Regions from separate parts of the Sus scrofa genome. Here region 1 is linked to region 2. The links are chromatin contacts, called in public HiChIP or PLAC-seq maps. All regions are on one chromosome and are shown on one strand. Each heading gives the region's core, a stretch centred on a gene start, on an enhancer-like site or on the middle of the called end of the contact. The rest is flanking DNA. Distances are from core to core; before and after follow the strand shown.

Region 1 (2,803 bases), core at 241-2,740, 160 kb after region 2:
TTTATCCTCTGTTGCTGAGGTGTCCAGCACCCAGTGTGTAAAGTCAAGAACTTGAGGGTAGGGACAGCATTGTCCTTTAGGTTTGGGTGTCCGGACATCTGCCTAATGCTTTCCCTGTTCTCTTCACCTCAGTTCTCTGGCAGGCTTCAGGAAGATTTGATATTGTCTAGCTTCTTATTTAGGAATTAATAAAATTAAATTTCATATTGAATTATTTTAAGTTTTGTTATACTCAGTTTTTTTTTTTTTTTTTTTTGTCTTTTGTCTTGTTGTTGCTATTTCTTGGGCCGCTCCCGCGGCATATGGAGGTTCCCAGGCTAGGGGTTGAATCGGAGCTGTAGCCACCGGCCCACGCCAGAGCCACAGCAACGTGGGATCCGAGCCGCGTCTGCAACCTACACCACAGCTCACGGCAACGCCAGATCGTTAACCCACTGAGCAAGGGCAGGGACTGAACCCGCAACCTCATGGTTCCTAGTCGGATTCGTTAACCACTGCGCCATGACGGGAACTCCTATACTCAGTTTTGAAATAAAATAGCTCTATATTGTTTGCAAGTGGAATTACTTGAGGTGTGGTTTCTGGCATTTGATCAATTTGTGACTTATTAATTGTGACTATGCTGTGGTTCTTAAAGCCCATGCTAGTGTCTCTGTCAGGCTTTTTTGGACACTTTGTAGCATGGAGCCCTAGAAATGGAGGGAAGGTTGAGTTTACCCTGTCTCGAAGAGCTCTTGCTCTTCCCTTGTCCCTACCTCAAAAACAGTGTTATTTGGGATGCTGTGTTATGTTCATGATTTCTTCCAGTTTAGCATTACTTAAGAGATCTAAAAGAAGAGGAAATATGCCTGTGTACGTCCACAAACGTTAGGGCCAATACTGAAATCAATCAGCCAAACTGTGGAGCCCACTGAGTGCCTTCCTTGGTTCTGTGAGGGAGGTAAATATATATGTAAAGCATACTCTTATCTTCAGGGAACCTTTGGTCTCTTTGGGGAAATAGGTAATCATGAAGATGTAGATGATAAAAAGGCAGTTTGGTTAGAGAGCTTGGTTTGGAAGACTAAGGTCTTACTCTTATACCCTGGAACTAATTTGGCTAGGTAAACTGGGGTAAGTCATTTTTCTCTCTATGAAGCTCCATTTTCTCATCTATAAAATGGGGTTAATCTATGTCTTGGCTTCTTCACATTGTTATTGTGAGGAACAGGTTAGATAATGTTATTAAAAGTGCATTATAAAACCAAATGATGCAGTTTAAATGTGAAAAAATCATGAGTCATTTGACAGAGGTAATAGGTAAATAGCAGTTTTCTATAGAAGGGGCGATTTCTTTGTGCTGAAGTGATCAGAAAGAGTGGTCTGGACCAGCCTTGGGATTGGGAGAAAGAATGATGGAAGCATTTAGACAGAGGCAATGAGGGAGCAAAGGACTGTAGGCAGAACTGCTGAGGAGGAGCAGTGAGTGAGTATTCTCCAACCACATGCTTGAGTCATAGGGTTCAGGTGCAGTAGTTACTGACAGTTTTCAGAGGCATACCAGATCACGCTCTCATCAGCTGTGTTTGAGAGAAATCCTGTTGCTTCACATCCTTGACAACACTTACATTATCTGTCTTTCTCATTTTATGTCTCTCTGGTTGGTATGTAGTTACAGGAATGAATTGTAAGGGGAAGTTCCCGTTGTGGTGCAGCGGAAACGAATCCAACTAGGAGCCATGAGGTTGTGGGTTCGATCCCTGGCATCACTCAGTGGTTTAAGGATCTGGCCTTGCTGTGAGCTGTGGTGTAGGTTGCAGATGCAGCTTGGATCCTGCATTGCTTTGGCTGTGGCATAGGCCAGTAGCTCTAGTTCCAATTGGGCCCCTAGCCTGGGAACCTCCATATGCCGCCGGTGCAGCCCCTAAAAGCAAAAAAAAAAAAAAAAAGCAGTGAATTGTGAGAATCGTAATATGAACTCTCAGATAGCAAGACCATAAAGAGGTAGTGATTGGGAGGTTCAGAGGAGGGAGAGATTGTTTCTTTTGTGGGTATTTGTCACTCAGGGAACATTTATGGAGGAGTGAACATCTGAGCTGGGCCTTGTAGGATAAGAATAGTCACCATGTATTATCCAGGACCTTCCAAATCTCTAATATTCTGTCTGATTGTGCTTATAAGTGATGAATCACCAGTATTTCTATGTCTGGGCCAAATCTCTCCTCTAGACTACCCAGAAGCAGCACCCAGATATCTTTTCTCAGCTGCTGTGCTTCTCTCCTCTACCCACCCCCCCGCTTTTGTCTTTTCTAGGGCCACACCCATGGCATATGGAGGTTCCCAGGCTAGGGGTCCAATCAGAGCTGAAGCTGCCAGCCTGCACAACAGCTCACAACAACGCTGGATCCCCAACCCACTGAGTGAGGCCAGGGATTGAACCTGCAACCTCATGGTTCCTAGTCAGATTCGTTTATGCTTCGACACGACGGGAACTCCCTCTCCTCTACCTCTTTAATTCCAGAAAGTATGGTTGCAGAAGATTTAGGCTCCAGAGATGGAAAGAGGACATTCTGTGCAATGGGAACAACTTGAACAGAAACACAGATCAGGTGGCATCCATATTCCTGCTAATGAGCAGAGTAGGAAAGACACGTCCCATACTTTGGGGGTGGGTGGTGCCTTCTCATAGTCTCTTGGAACAGGTGGAAAAGGTAATCCCATCCCCAAGCCAATTTGTATTTAAATCGGATAGAAGGACGAGAATGACCTCTTTGCCTGAAATTACATCATTTCAGGGAAGAAATTAATCTAGCAAGCAGTCATA
Region 2 (2,700 bases), core at 22-2,521:
GCTCACAACCATAGACTGGGAACCAACTGATGCATTATATCATGAGATTTGAGAGGACAGCAGCCCTAAAACTGCAGGCTTTTCTTGAAACCATGAACTATGACCACACTCGAGATGGAAACCTCCACACTCTGTGGAAAGAAAAGGCCAACAGGCTACCCAGAGTCCTCAGTGCAGCTCTCTCAATAGCTGTACAGTGGGGCATTTGTGATAAAAGAAGAGGCATTTGGCTGGAAACAAGCTTTAAGTTCCTAGCATTAGTTGGTAAATGGGGCATGAATCTAAGGGGAGTTTAAAATAATGGCCTTAAACTTGAGAACCTATTTCCAGAGCCTCTCATCTTGAGGCACTCAGCTTCTCTGACAAGAACTATTACTCTTATTTCATGGAGTTCCCGTCCTGGCTCAGTGGTTAACGAATCCGACTAGGAACCATGAGGTTGAGGGTTCGATCCCTGCCCTTGCTCAGTGGGTTAAGGACCTGGTGTGGCCATGAGCCGTGGTGTAGTTTGCAGATGCAGCTCGGATCCCGCGTGACTGTGGCTCTGGCGTAGGCTTGGCAGCTACAGCTCTGATTAGACCCCTAGCCTGGGAACCTCCATATGCCGCGGGAGTGGCCCAAGAAATGGCAAAAAGACAAGGAAAAAAAAAAAAAAAGAGCTATTACTCTTATTTCAAAGGTAAGAGGCAGAGAGATCAGGAAAGAGAGCCAGCTACTCCCAGGTTTAGGAGCTGGGACTCTGGTTGGCATCTTAGGATGGAGCTGTTTGTTTCTGTAGGATGATGTTGGGAAAGGGAAAGGGAAAGGGTTGTTAGATTAAGTTCCACCAATTTGGCCAACATTTTGAGTTTCCACTGTGAAAGACTCCATGTGGGGGCCACTATGGAACACAGAGGGGTGGGCACAGGTGAAGGGGATTCGGGACAGAGGAAGGGGCTAGGGTCATTCCAGGCAGAGGAGACTGCGTACGGGAGGATTCTGGGCTGTGGGTAAGGGATGGTGAGAGCTGGAAAGGTAAGCTGTGGCCTCCCTAAGGAGGCCCTGGATGCTAAGCTGAGGAATCTGTTAGGTTGAATTTAGGGAGGCACGCACTAGGTGGGCACGTTCTGTCTAGAGAGCAGTTTGCTGGGGACCAGCAGCCATCTTCCTCCAGCACCTGGTGAAGTTTCCCGTTGGGGGGGTTTCTGCCCATTTTCACTTGAGGGAATGAGGTGGGTGAGGGGCTGTTTCCTCATAAGGGAGGACCCATGGCCTCACTACCCGTTTTCTTGTTAGTTCTTTCTGGTTCCTCTTCTGCTTTTTCTGAAGCCCAGCACATCCTGGGTAGCTGGTAGAGGCAGAATAGCAACTTCTTTTCGGTTCTGAGGGTATCGCAGGTTACATGCCAAAGGTAATTAGATGAAGAAATATCTCCTACCTGAACTAGCTTGACCCAGTTATTTATTTTTAATTTTTTAATTTTTTTTTTTTTTGGTCTTTTGTCTTTTTAGGGCCACACCTGTGGCATATAGAGGCTCCCAGGCTAGGGGTCTAATCGGAGCTGCAGCTGCCAGCCTACACCACAGCCACAGCAACACCAGATCCGAGCCACATCTGCAACCTGCACCACAGCTCATGGCAACGCTGGATCCTTAACCCACTGAGCGAGGCCAGAGATGGAACCCGCAACCTCATGGTTCCTGGTTGGATTCATTTCTGCTGCACCACGACGGGAACTCCCCTTTGGGATTATTTAATTTTGCCTTTATGTTTATCTTTGAGCCGAGAGACAGCTAGTTACTTCCCTTGCCTGATGACAGGGACCTCTGTTTCTGAGGCCATATATTTCGAGTTCAGCCTGAACTCTCCTAGTCATAAAAATCTAAGAACGACCTCTCCCAGCCTCCCATTAGCTTTCCTGTTCTCCAGGGGTTGAACCTCCACTCAGGGTGGCTGAACAGAGTCCTAGGACCTGGAGACACTGTGCTTCTAGTTCTCACCCTGTCAGCTGGTATCTTTGGGCAAGTGCCTGCCCAACTCTAGGCCTTAGTTTTCTCAACAATGAAATGAGAAGAACTGATTAAATGGATGCTAAAGTTCCTTCCCACTCCAACATTCTCTGAGTCAACAAGTGCCATATTACAGTAATCCTCCAGAGAACCAGGTGTGGCTCCAAGCAGTTTTGCGGCGTAAAAAGAGGGAGTAGCTCAGCATTCCTTTTGTCTGTTAACAGCGTGAGTACATCCCTGCTCATTGTAAAAGCCACATACTGTTTTGTAGATGCTGGACATTTTTCTGTTTGATTCCATGTTTCAGAGGCCAGAGCCAAATGATGGTTTTTAGCTGTTCCCCTGAGGCTCCATCCAGGTGAGCAGCACAGATGGCCTAAGGCAACTCTCCTCCTTTGGATCAATAGCCTGTCTCTGACTAGACCGCCAGCCTTTCAGCAAATCAGAGCCACAGATTTCTGCAGGGGCTGAGCAGGTTTAAGCCCTGCTGGACAAGAACTCAGCACTGACCATTTCGGCAAATTGGGGGTGCTTCCTTGTGGTAGGACCTGACCTGCTCACTGACCCACCTTTGGGACCATGGGACCAGGGGATTTGTGTCCTGTGTGAGGGGAGTGGAGAAGGGAACGAGCTTCCAAGGGTTGGCCTGACTTACTTTAATGAATCTGCTCTTGAGGATGGCAGTTGGAGATGATGCTGGCGTCTTGGGAAG

The links. HiChIP or PLAC-seq counts read pairs in DNA pulled down with a chosen protein or histone mark.
Region 1: an H3K27ac HiChIP or PLAC-seq map of alveolar macrophages shows a contact between it and region 2. The contact joins two enhancer-like sites. A contact is called at or near these places in 1 of 5 promoter capture datasets (liver) and 1 of 2 datasets of contacts at active chromatin or transcription factors (alveolar macrophages).

The regions. Positions count from the first base shown.
Region 1 is chr17:37,456,846-37,459,648 of Sscrofa11.1, forward strand. All of the region lies in intron 1 of RALY (RNA-binding protein Raly), which reads left to right. Among named protein-coding and RNA genes, the nearest start is that of RALY, 10 kb to the left of the region's middle. Within about 2 kb of position 1,491, at least 4 of the 83 cell types and tissues checked have an H3K27ac peak or open chromatin away from gene starts, as enhancers often do. A contact at or near this core is called in alveolar macrophages, where this site is marked.
Region 2 is chr17:37,301,335-37,304,034 of Sscrofa11.1, forward strand. The region is part of intron 1 of CHMP4B (charged multivesicular body protein 4b); the gene reads left to right. Among named protein-coding and RNA genes, the nearest start is that of CHMP4B, 17 kb to the left of the region's middle. Within about 2 kb of position 1,272, at least 4 of the 83 cell types and tissues checked have an H3K27ac peak or open chromatin away from gene starts, as enhancers often do. A contact at or near this core is called in alveolar macrophages, where this site is marked.